Linked DNA regions of Gossypium hirsutum: region 2 is linked to region 1. A link is a contact called in public Hi-C data. All regions are on one chromosome and are shown on one strand. Each heading gives the region's core, a stretch centred on a gene start, on an enhancer-like site or on the middle of the called end of the contact. The rest is flanking DNA. Distances are from core to core; before and after follow the strand shown.

The links. Hi-C and Micro-C count contacts between places; a contact is called where the count stands out from the background.
Region 2: a contact with region 1 is called in a Hi-C map of leaf, with 4 times the contacts expected there. The contact joins the promoter of LOC107939078 here to the enhancer-like site in region 1. A contact is called at or near these places in 15 of 34 Hi-C or Micro-C datasets (anther, callus, cotyledon and 5 more).

Annotation. Positions count from the first base shown.
Region 1 is chrD04:9,037,458-9,044,179 of Gossypium_hirsutum_v2.1, forward strand. No RefSeq gene overlaps it. Among protein-coding and RNA genes, the nearest start is that of LOC107939077, 65 kb to the left of the region's middle. Within about 2 kb of position 2,319, at least 1 of the 9 cell types and tissues checked has an H3K27ac peak or open chromatin away from gene starts, as enhancers often do. A contact at or near this core is called in leaf, where this site is marked.
Region 2 is chrD04:9,138,323-9,145,044 of Gossypium_hirsutum_v2.1, forward strand. It overlaps LOC107939078 (ABC transporter B family member 15), which reads left to right and starts at 3,402. Exons shown (of 7, transcript XM_016872362.2): 1 at 3,402-4,220; 2 at 5,395-5,449; 3 at 5,550-5,728; 4 at 5,811-6,268; 5 at 6,407-6,722. The coding sequence starts at 3,996.

The DNA.
Region 1 (6,722 bases), core at 1,069-3,568:
TATTTTAATTCTCGAGTGTTGATCATTGCATATCTCTCTTCCTATTTGTTTGCAAGGATGAATAGAAAGAGAGAACAACGATCAGAGGTACAAAGCTCGCCTTGCTGCTTGTGGTTTCTCCCAACAATATGGTTGTGATTATGATGAGACTTTTAGCCCTGTCGTAAGAATGATGACTATTCAAACAATCATTTCTTTGGCTACTAGTAGAGGCTAGAAATTGTGGTAGCTAGGTGTAAAAAATGTTTCTCTATGGTGAGTTAGATCGTGAGATTTTCATGGAACAGTCACGAGGAATTATCTTTAAGGAATACCTAAATCATGTGTGTCGACTCAAGAAGGCGTTGTATGGCCTCAAGCAAGCTCTTCATGCTTGGTTTGGTAAGATTGCTCAATATCTTGATTTTTTTGGTTTTAAATATTCAAGTTGATCCAAGCTTATTTCTTAAGAAAACACCCACTTTGTGCACTTTGTGGATGATATGATTATTATGGGTGATGATAGTGCTGAAATTAACAGTCTTCAAGATGCTTTGTCGGTTCGTTTTGAAATGAAAAGTTTAGGTGAAGCTCGTTGTTTTCTTGGTTTAGAAATTGAAACATGTGATGGTTATTTTGTCTCTTAAAAAAGATATACAACAAGTTTATTGCAATGGTTTCGTATGGAGGAGTCAAGAGAAAAAACTACTCATATGGCACCTTATCTCAAGTTAGCTAAAAATGAAGGAAAGTTGTTGGAAGATGTGTCACTTTTTCGTTAAATTGTTGGTTTTGCTCTATTTAACTATCACACGACCTAATATAGCATTTTCCGTAGGAGTTATTTCACAATTCATGGATCAACCATTAATTGCAGCGAAGAAGATTCTTTGTTATGTAAAGGGCACTCTAAGTTATGGATTAATGTATGAGAAATCTAAGTCATTTTTTTAAGTGGCTTTGTAGATGCAGATTGGGTTGGTGACGTTAATGACAAACACTCTACAACAGGTTTTTTGTTTTACAACATGTTCAATTGTAATTTCATGGTGCAATAAAAAACAAGTCACTATGGCTCTTTCAAGTTGTGAAACAGAATATGTAGCGGTTACATCGGCTACCTAATAATGTTTGTGGCTCAAGAGACTTATTTAAGAAATGGTGTCTACTCTCAATCATCCAATTCAATTTTATTGTGATAATAATAGTGCAATAAAGCTTGCTGGAAATCTAGTGTTTCATGCTCGTATGAAACACACTGAAACTCATTATCGTTTTGTTCGAGAGAAAGTGTTAACTCTTGATATTGAGCTACTGAAAATACAAACAGGAAATCAAGTTGCTAACATATTTACTGAGGCACTTGCCAAAGCCAAGTTTGAAATTTTTCGTGAGGTTCTTGGTGTCATTAACAACAAGGTTGCACTAAGAGGGAGCGTCAGAATTTATTGCAACTTTTCTGTTAGTTATGAATTGGTCAAGTTATTCATTTTTATTAGGAGTCGGGTAGCATAGTTGGTCATTTATTTGTGCAAATAAAACAGGAGCACGTTAGCTTCTTGTAGTCAAAGTAGTTGAGTTTTTTTTAGAAAGTTTTGAGTATAAATAGATGTCTTACACTGAGCTAAAAGTGTAGTACTTCAATTTTTGTTTCTTTGTATTATCTTGATTGAGTAATAATAATACTCAGCTTTATTTCTATTTAGAGTATTTTTATTTTTATTTGTATTTTTGTAAATTTTGAATAAAGTTGAGATATTCTTCTCCTACCCCAACGGTGTAGACCTCTCATTCTTAGAAGAGTTGAGGTGGGGACCCGAAATCAAATAAAAGTGAGACAAAATGCTCCAAATTCTAATCACTGAATCAACATTATCCTTATAGAAAATCAGAAGATGATCTACAAAACTAAAGACACCATTCTTGGAAGCAACATCTAAGAAATATTCAATTTTGGTTGAGTTAAATGTTCAACATTTTTTAATTGAGTTGCAAAGAGTCAGACTTTGGACTGATACCACAATCTGATTCAAATTCATAAATATTCCTAAAACTATTTGATAGTAGAAGCCAACCATGCCCATCTTGCTACTTGTTTAGTTAGTGCCAAATTGTACCAGTTCCCTCTCTTCATTGATAATATTGAAATTGCCAAGTCTCCCAGTATCAGTTATCAGTGGTACGAGTTTCCAGTTGAGTTGACGTACGTAGCCTTTCTTCGAAAGATTTTGACAAAAAAACTTTCTAAAAATGACTTTTTAATTATTAATATCTTAATTGTGAACCAGCTTAACTGAAACCTCCTAGGCAAAGGAATACATGACTTATAAACACTTCATTAGTTATCATATTGGCCCATCAGGATATATTAGTCTAATTAGTTGGGCTGAGGCCTTTGAAAATCTGATTTCGGAATTTTAAAATAAACATCAATTTTAAATTACTGTTAGCTAATAATGAGGTTTCAGAAACATTGGGCCTAAGCCTAAAAGTCCAGTGACTGGCAACCGAAATATCATTTAACTTTAATGTGTTGTCAACATTAATAATTGTAAAATATTTTTAATATTTATTTTTTTTTAAATAATAAGATTTTAATATTATTATTGAAGTTGAAAAAATACTTTCAATCCGAAAAAGGAATTTGTTAAACAAACAACTTTTCAAACTAAAATTTGATTTTAAACTGAGATTTGGAGGGAAGTCAAAAACTTCGAAAAAATGATTTTTTTTATCTCCCCTTTAGTCGTCCACTTTACAAAGCTATATTAAAATTGAAATTTTATCTTTTTTAAAAGCATTTTTTAACAATAATAATAAATATTATTAAATATTTCAAATAACAACATTTTTTTTCAACTTTAATAGTTAACTAACCCTAAAACAAGTTATCTGAGGTGACAAAATTTGGGAATTATGATATTCAGTGTATGTACATTTTAATTTAGAGTATTTCATCCTGTAATTAACGTGTATTTTCATATGTTATAATGGTTTTTAAAATGTTTCATGTTTTATATAAAATTGGATTTACACAAAATGTTCAAAATGACTGGATTAGCATTTTTGGGAAAATTATTTTCCCCATGTTCTGAAAGGACAAGTCGATATCCATCCGGAATACCTGGGGAACTTAAAAGACATAGGGAGTGGATCAAAGCTTTTGGTGTTTGTGGAGAAATTAATTAAAAGAAGAAAATAATGGGAGGAGGGGGGAGATGGTGACTTGTGCTGTTGGAGTGCAATATTACACTGTTTTGAGAATAATATATTTTCCCACCTTCTCCATCACTCTCTTCCATTCCAAACACCTTACATTTGGTCATATCTCATCACTTCATTATATCATTTAACTGCTTTTTCATTTGTCAAAATAATCTCATTTTGTTTTGTTCTTTCCCCCGTAATTGGCAGACCATGAGGCATATTATCTGGAGATATCAAAACCCTTTTTCCTGTTATACGAATTCATATACATATAAGATCATCATCTCAGGTTTGTTTGAACTAGGTTTCATGAAAAGAAATAGAAAACTTTATGCAGTAGTATTTATGTTTAATTTATATAAAGTCAGAAATAAATAAATAAAGAAATGAGGATATTCGTATTTGACATTTACCCATTGAATACGTCAGAATAGGGGAAAATATAAGAACATATTGAATGGGGGAGAATATTCATGACTCATTAGCAACAGTAGGAAGCAAATAAAAGAGAAAACGTACATTGCTCTTCTACTATATTAAAGCTTTCACCTGGATTTTACCCATGGAATTCACCAACCGTGTCTGCCTTTAGTTGTAGTTCAATCAATCAGTCTTTTCATGTAATGCTTTTGCACAGCAAAGTATATAACGTATGTTTGTTTGAGAAAGAGCTCGAAAATACCTTTAGGTTCTCAGAAACTAAAAAGATAACTAAACAAAGAAGAAGAAGAATATTAATTACATTGATTTGTTAATTATATAACTGTAACAAACCATCAACTGAATGGTACCTACTAATTACTTAGTCAATAATCAACAACTATCTCTAACATTCTCCTGGTCTTCAAAATTGTTGAGAAAAAGAAATTTGTTTGAAATCCACCCTGCTATCAGTATTGCTTGCTTTCAGCAAAAGACCAAACTCAAAGCTTTGACCAAAGTGGAACAAACGTTCACTGAGACAAAGGTTTAGGGTGGGTTTGGATGGGCGATTGGATGCGGTGCGGTACGGTACGGTGTGTTTAGCTTACTTTTTGTCTCACGCTACAGTATCGCTACAATATCTAATCTCACCGCCACCGCTATTTTTACACTAATCGCAAATAAACGCACCGCCCATCCAAACTCACCCTTAGTGAGAATGTCAGCAACTTGACGCCTGAAGGAACATAATTAACCTCTAACTTTCCTTTTACTACTTGGTCTCGAACAAAGTGTAAATCAATTTCTATTTGTTTCATTCATGCATGATGAATGGGATTCACTGCCATTGCAACAGCTGATGTTTTGTCACACCACACAATCGACTTGGCAAGTGTTGTAACACCCATCTCTGCCAACAGCTACTCAATCCATAATATTTCAAATACTGAGTTGGCCAGACTCTTGTACTCAGCCTCAGATGAAGACCTTGACACCACAAACTATTTCTTGAATCCCCAAGCAATAGGATTACCTCCCAGATAAAGAACACAACCTGAAGTAGATTGTCTGTCATCAGGACAAGATGTCCAGTCAGCATCAACAAAACATTCAAGAACACTTGCAGAAAAGGCTTTATAACACAACCCATAATCCAAAGTGTCTTGCAAATACCTTAAAATTTGTTTAACAACATGCCAATGAGGTCCAAGGGGGCATTCATAAAATGACTTGCCTTGTTGACACTATAGGCAATGTTAGGATGTGCTAAACACATATACTTTAGGGCACCAACTATCTTCCTATAGTGTGATACATTCAAGAAAGGGTCACCATTAGTAGTACTTGACCGCCTATAAACGAGTAGTAAAATGTAACACCAAAAATATATAAGAACTTAGAATAGAGATGTCTGCAAGTGCACAGGTCAAATTGTAATATAGTTAGTACAATGAAATACTTGAAAGTATTCCAAGGATCGTATCCAAGGGAGGATGAAATAAATTATGAAAATCTTTTTCCAATAACAAGTCTAAGTAGTAATAATTAATTCTTATATTACGATAAACCATAAAATAGATTAATGAGATAAAAATAAATAATGAAAATAAATAAATCAGAAAAATAAACATATGATAAAAATCAATAAACCAATCAAGAAGATTAAGTTGCTTCCAGGTTTGCAATTAATTTTGGATTAGGGTTTTAGGGTAGATTAGCTACCGATTAACCAATTATTACCTCTCAGCCTCTAATTAACTAATTGATTGATTGATACTCACTTATCTTCTAACCTCACTTTCTCAACCAGGATAAATTAAGATTTACTCAGTTCGACTTATCTCCCGACCTCGTCTAGCCTATGATAACTTCCTAAGGTTGTTAGGCCTAGGGTTTAAAAGCACATAAGCAATACGAACTAACACTTCGTTAATTACATCCCCATTCACTCGTTAATCTCCCCTAAGGGATTTAGCCACTCATGTTATTTATAATCTCAATCTCAATTGAATAAATCATGTGAAGAACACGATTTATTTGAAAGAGAAAATGGATTTGAATAATCGTGGATTTGATATCGAATGGGGAACGGAGGATAATATAATGAAACTAATTCCAAGAGGAAAAACAAATAGTTTATAAAAAGCCGAAAGAAAATTAATTTACTTCTACTCCTAAACTATAGGGTTTTTTAGTGCACCTAAGATGACTTAGTTACATCAAACCCCTAATGTCCTATTTATAGAAGTGTTGGCAACCCAAATTAGGTCTTTTTCATGTTCTAGGTCTTTGTATAAAGTTGATTGCCTGGACAAAAATAGTCTCAGCATCCTTAGGCATCACGTCAACCTATGTCACGCCACACAATATCTATGGTGCGACACAACATGTATTTTCTTCATTGTGTCATTCATTTCGTGCTTTGACGTCCTAGGAAGCTTACGTGTCACTCATTCCTTGCTTCCACATCAATTGGGTCTTTAATTTTTTATTCTACACACTCAATTAAACATATTAATACTACCAAAGGCTCGTGTCGGTCTAATGGGTCACAACACTTATAAAATGTGTTAAAAATCACTTATTTTTCTAATATTTAATCATAAGGCCTAAATATCGAAAATGTAATATAAAATGCAATATCAAAAATAGTCTTGGCATCCTTGGGCATCATGTCAACTTGTGTCATGCCACACAATATCTATGGTGTGACACAACATGTATTTTCTTCCTTGTGTCATTCATTTTGTGCTTTGACGTCCTAGGAAGCTTGCACATCACTCGTTCCTTGCTTCCACATCAATTAGGCTTTTAATTCTTTATCCTATACACTCAATTAAAAATATTAGTACTACCTAAGGCTCATCTCGGCCTAATGGGTCACAACACTTATAAAATGTGTTAAAAAGCACTTATTTTACTAATATTATACACTTTTGGTTTAACAATACTAACCTTGGCTCAAGTAACCATAGGGTGAACATTAGTAACAACAATACTAATCAAAGCTTCACCACTAGTATTGACATGGTCTGTGGCTATAACTAAAGGAACAAAAGTAGATGAGGCTGAAAAAAAAGTTGAGTGTGCAGGTGAATCTAAAGAAATACAGT
Region 2 (6,722 bases), core at 2,152-4,651, 100 kb after region 1:
AATGTCACCAATTAAGATGTCAGATGACGTTGAATAAAATTATTGACCGTTAATTGACTAACTATTTTTATTAATTCTGGTTTTATCTGAAATTTTTTACAATATTAAGATGAGATTGAAACAAAAAAAATGTTACGAGCTGAAGTGGAAAAAAACTCTAAAACATTGAGGGTGAATTTTGCAATTATAATAATTTAAAAATAACAAAAGACATTTACACTAAATTAATAAAACACATTTAATGATATTAAAAAAAATTTGTTGATGAAATTCAACTTTGTTTGAAATAAGGCTTCACACAATATAACTAACTTTTAAAAAAATTTTAAAAAATCATTATATTATATTACTTCATCATCAATTAAATTTATCTTTTCATCTTTTTTCAGTGTTATTGTCATTCAAATAAGATTTGTTGTTTCTTCTTTGAAAAACTATTACTTTAATGCTTAATTCTTTTTTAGAAACTTCTAACTAGTTAATACTAACAATTTCCTATTTTTACCAATAATTTTTCTAAGATTAATAATGGCAAAACTTAAACCACCCGATAGATTTCGAACCCGATAGATTTCGAACCAATTCGCTACGAATGGTGGAGGGTTTTATTTTTTTGAAAAGTGAATGTAGGGTGAGGTGGATTATTATTATTATTATTATTATTATTATTATTATTATTATTATATAGTGGATATGAGAATCTATCCAATTCACTTCGAATGGTGGATATTTTATTTTTTGAAAAGTGAATGTAGGGTAGGGTAGGGTGGATTCTTTTTATTTTTATTTTTTGTATTATGGGTATAGAGTGATTATGATAATTGTTTGTTCTGTCTATTATATTAAATTATCATTTTATCCTTTTATATATAAATTAAATGGGTAAAAATATTATAATATGTTATAAAAAAAACCATATATCTTGTTATTAAATTTTTTTGAAGAATTATGTTGAAATATTTACTCGCCTTTAAAAAATTAAAAATATTAAATATATATAATATATAATACTTTCATTTTTCATTTATTGTAATTTATTGTAATAATTATATTAGATAATTATTTTCGTTGCGAAATATATTTCAAATATATATCATTATATATTTGAATTGGTAATAATTCTATTTATATGTGATTTTAATATTTGAAATATAATTTATATTCAAATTAAATTTTACAAAAAAAATTATATTATTTGCTTAAAAGTATTTTAAATTCATATTTTATATATAAAAATATTAATAATGAATTGCAATATTTTTTTATAAGTTAAGTTGATACATTTTATATATTATAATCTTAACAATTTTGAATATCATTTAAATGCATATTTTTTTCTATTTTACATCTTTTTTAAAATAGTCATTTTAACTTTTCAAAACCACTTTTTATTAGTAATATTAAATACTTCAATTTTAAACTAAACTTTGTTGGTCCTCTTGGTTGGTCAAAGCTTTGGTTAGATCAATTTGATCAAGCAAAAGCTTATGATTACCATTGTTATTGCTTTTGGTGTTGGGTGGAAATCTCGTTAAACGCTTGTTCTCCTCCACAGATACAATTAATGGTGTTCACAATACGGTAAATTTGAATTAATCGATTTAATTCGGTTAATCGATTGATGGTCGAATTTAATCCGGTTGGAAGTCGATTAATAATTTTTTGAAATTTTAATTATCGATTAATTTGGTTCGAAACCGAGTAATTAACCAAATTAATCAAAATAAATAATATATTATTTAAAGTTATTTCTAATGTCTTATTTGTTGTTTTTACCTCTATTTAAAGTTTTTTAAACTATTAAACAAAGAAAATGAACATTTAGCAATGTATTTTTTTTATGTTTTATATTTGTTTTAATCAAAAGATAAAAACATACAAATTTCGGTTAATTCAATTAACCGACCGAATTAATCGAAATATTTCAATTTGGTTAATATATTTTCAAAAAGTCTCGATTCGATTAACAATTAAAAACTTTTATATTTCAAATAATTCAATTAATAATAATTCGATTCGACTAATAATAGAATCCACCGTTTGAAATATCCCTAAATACAATGGCATGCAACTCTTTCAACTCTCTGCAATGCCGGCACAAGGGTCTCCACGCCTCAACTGCAACAAATGTCATCCCTATTCAACTTCCTGCCACCGATTTGGTCCTCTAAGTGTTACGAGGAAAGAGGTTTTAGATTATGGTTTCGATGCTACCATATGGGATTCGGATCGCTGCGGATTTGGATATCCGCCATTAATAATTCTCTTAAACTTTGATTATAATTTAAATATACAATTTATAAAAATTTAATAAAAATAATATCTAAAATTAAATCTGATAAATTGCACCTAAGATCATTAAAATCAGTACATTTACATCTTGATCACTCAATTTCAAAAGATTACAAAATGATTATTAAATATATTCGAAAAGTTGCAAAATGTCATCAGAGACATCTTATTCTCATATGTTTTGGAATTTTTCCGCCTTGTTTTTTAAATAATTTTTAATTTTTTAAATAAATTTTATAATTTTCTATAAATTTTAAATAATTTTTATTCTTTTTGCATTTTTAACAATTTTTTGAATTCTCAAAAAAATTTTAACAATTTTCTATTATTTTCTTAAATTTTAAATAGATTTTAGCATTTTTTAAAATTTTTTAAATAATTGCTTGCATGACATGCATGTAGAGGTGTCCATGGGTCTGGCGGCCTGGCCTGGCCCGATGGCCCACCTGAAATATGGGAGGGTTCGGGTAAAAATATAGGCCCGAAATATGGGTTTGGGCAAAAAAAACTAGACCGGTTTAGAAAACGGGCTGGGCCTCGTGCACCACTTTTTTGGCCGGACCGGCCCGAATATAATAAATATATTTTTTTAATTTTATTAATTTTAAAATACTTTTTTATTATTTTTTATTTTTAAAATAAATTTTTGGTGTATATTAAAAAAATGGGCCGGGCCGGACCCGACTCGTGCTTAAGAATTTTTTCTCGAGCTGGGACTGGACAAAATTTCAGACTCATATTTCGGGTCAGACCAGGCCCGAGCCTAGGACGCGGGTCGAAATCTTTTTTTGAGACAGACCCAACACATGGACACCTCTACATGCATGTAGACTATTACGTGAATTTCACGTTAGTATAGTTTAGTATATGTTAACTTTTTTATCCATTTAAGGATGTTTTGACAAAAAAAATAGTTGACAGATTAAAATTAAATGAATGATTAAAATAATTTGTTTCATAAAATTAGAGAGTCAAATAAATTATTATATTACTATTTAAAATTGATTAAATGATATTCTTTTTAAAAATAGGATAGTGGTTAAATGGTTGACAGCTATCTTCCACCGAGTTTTTAACATTATTATTTTCTCCCCATAAATGCAGCACCCACTTTTCAAGTTTTATACTACTAATAGTTTTCCTTTTCACATTTCCTGGTCAATTCTCCGTATTCCGTGTAGTGTTTAGTTTCCCTTTGTTAGGCGAGGGCGAGCAGGGGGAGAGGCGAACAGAGGGTAGGGCTTTTTTGTTTCATTTGCTTTAACTAACTTGGGCTGGGCTAGCTTAGAGTTTTTAAAAGTGGGCTTTTTTGGTCCGATCCAAGTTAATCTGGTCCAATTATGTAAAAATCGGTGGACGGTTTGCTGTTTCAACATCCATGGTCTATTTACTTTCTTTTTTTACTATTTTAGTAACCATATAAATATACCCCTTTTTTATTATTTTTCCTTTCAGTGGTTTACTCTTCACTACCAACTCAAAGCCACACAACACGAAGAATAGCTATATATACAAGACATTGCTCATGTTTCTTTCTTAATACTTGGCCAAAAGCATCACCCTGTCACTTGTTTCTCTTCTCACTTGTCTTAAAAGACAACTAGTTTTGGAGGAAAGCAAAAGCACGAAACACCCGGTACTATCCTAAGTGGTTTAGAGATTCTTTGGGTCCTGTTTTTATTTTCTTCTCAAAAGAAAAAAAAATGGGTAATGAGAAGGAGAAACTGAAGAAGATAAACGGATCCATAAGGTCAATTTTCATGCATGCGGATGATGTAGATATGTGGTTGATGACTCTTGGCTTCATCGGAGCCGTTGGTGATGGTTTTTCTACACCTCTTGTATTGCTTGTTACTAGCAAGTTGATGAACAATCTTGGTGGTTCTTCAGCTTTCACTGCAGACATGTTCATTCATAACATCAACAAGGTCTTTCTTCGTTTTTTTTTCCAAAACATACATGCAAAACAGTAAAAAGAAGGGCGTAGCCAGGCATGGGCCCCAACCCCCCTCAAAATTTTAAGACGATTCTTATTGTTTAGGCTATTTAAGATAAACAAGGGTAAAACTGCAACATTAAATTATTCTTATATCATCTAAAATTAGATTTCGTCCCTCACAATTATAATTTATATTTTACCCCTTTTCAATTTAATTCTAATAAAATTTCATTTTCATAACACTTTTAATATATATCACTTATTACTTTTTTTAGTTTTACTTTTTTTACATTTTTATTAATCAAATTAATATATATTTACTTTTGTTATTTTGTTAGTAATATTTTTTATTCAAAAATAATAAACTTAAATTATGCTTATTCTTAATATAAATTGAAGATTCCTTATTTCACTTCTTCTAAATTAATATCATTTCATGTTTTTATATCATAATATTGAATAATTTTATTATAATTTCCTAAATGTTGAGACTTCAATAGTTATAAAAAAAATTTTAGATAGTAACGAGAAGCATAATTTATAATATTTGAAAATCGAAAAAAATTATTCTAAGATTTTATGTAATATTAGTAATTGAAATACTATATAATATTTAAATATGGTGCTTTTCAGGGAAGCAGCCTTGGCCCCTAGATAATTGGTATAATGCTATTTTAGTTCCTTGCATTTATAAAATATTAAATTGAAGCCTTTTTAAAGCAATTTCTTTTTATCTTTGGCCCCCAAACTATTACAACTTTATTTTGACCTCCTAACAATAAATTTCTAGCTTCGTCCTTAGTGCTTTCTATAAAATGAGCTAGAACATATTTAAAAGGAGCTATAGAACATATGTAGATGGTGAAAGATTTTTTTTTAATTAATATAGTTGGGATGATGTCAAAAAATTTTAATTAAAAAATAAAAGAGATTTTTAAATTAAAAAATAAATCTAAAATTTTTAAAATATATATATTAAACTTGAGCCATCAAATTAGGCAAATAATATAACATAAAAACTTAGTTTTGATTTAAATTTAGATATAATGGATAATGTGTATATATAATAGTTGTACAATTGTTTTTAATTCCGCCCTCCGTAAACAAAATATTTGACTTCGCCTATGTTTCTATCTAACATGATTTGGTTTTGTGGGTGACAGAATTCAATGGCTTTATTGTATTTGGCTTGCTGGTCTTGGTTTGCTTGTTTTCTAGGTAAGTTTAAATTCATAGCATTCAATGGCTTGAAGGAATGGTTAATGGAGGCATAGTTAATGATTTTTTTTATATGTGCTTTTCTTTTGTCATTTTTCAGAAGGATTTTGTTGGTCAAGAACAGGCGAGAGACAAGCGACAAGAATGAGAGCCAGGTATTTGAAAGCTATCTTAAGACAAGATGTGGGATACTTTGATTTGCACGTTACAAGCACAGCTGAAGTTATCACCAGTGTTTCAAATGATAGTCTAGTAATCCAAGATGTTCTCAGTGAAAAGGTTCCTTTTTGCAAATCCGATGTAATCTCTTGACTAAAAACGAGTAATTTAATTACTACTAATGGGTGATCATGTCATGCAGGTGCCAAATTTTCTGATGAATGTTGCAATATTTGTTGGGTGTTACATGGTAGCATTCATAATGCTATGGAGACTAGCAATAGTGGGGTTTCCTTTTGCTGTTGTTTTGGTGATTCCTGGCTTAATGTATGGAAGAGGGTTGATAGGAATAGCTAGAAAGATAAGTGAGGAATACAATAAGGCTGGAACTATAGCAGAACAGGCAATATCTTCTATAAGAACAGTTTATTCCTTTGTTGGTGAGAGTAAAACCATTGCAGAATTCTCAGCAGCTTTACAAGTGTCCGTGCAGTTGGGATTAAGACAAGGCTTGGCTAAAGGTCTTGCAATTGGAAGCAATGGGGTTGTTTTTGCCACTTGGTCTTTCATGTCGTATTATGGCAGTAGGATGGTTATGTACCATAACGCTCCAGGAGGGACTGTTTTCATTGTTGCTGCCGCCATTGCCAAGGGGGGCCTGTAATTTCCTTCAAACTTTTCCACATTGAATGAGTACATGTATCTATATGTATATTTGCTTTATATGTATATATATATATAAAACAAAAGAAATAAAAATTTCAAACACGTATTTTTTTTGGTTTTGGTGATGATCAGATCATTAGGAGCCAGTCTATCAAACCTCAAGTATTTCTCTGAAGCATGTGCAGCTGGGGAACGGATTATGAAAGTGATGAAAAGAGTCCCCAATATTGATTCTGACAATTTGGAAGGAGAAATTTTGGAAAAAGTTACAGGAGCAGTTGAATTTAGGCATGTTGACTTTGCATATCCATCAAGGCCTGACACCATGGTTTTCAAAGATTTATGCCTCAACATTCCGGCTGGAAAGACTGTGGCTTTAGTGGGTGGTAGTGGCTCAGGGAAATCCACAGTCATAGCACTACTACAAAGGTTTTATGACCCACTTGGG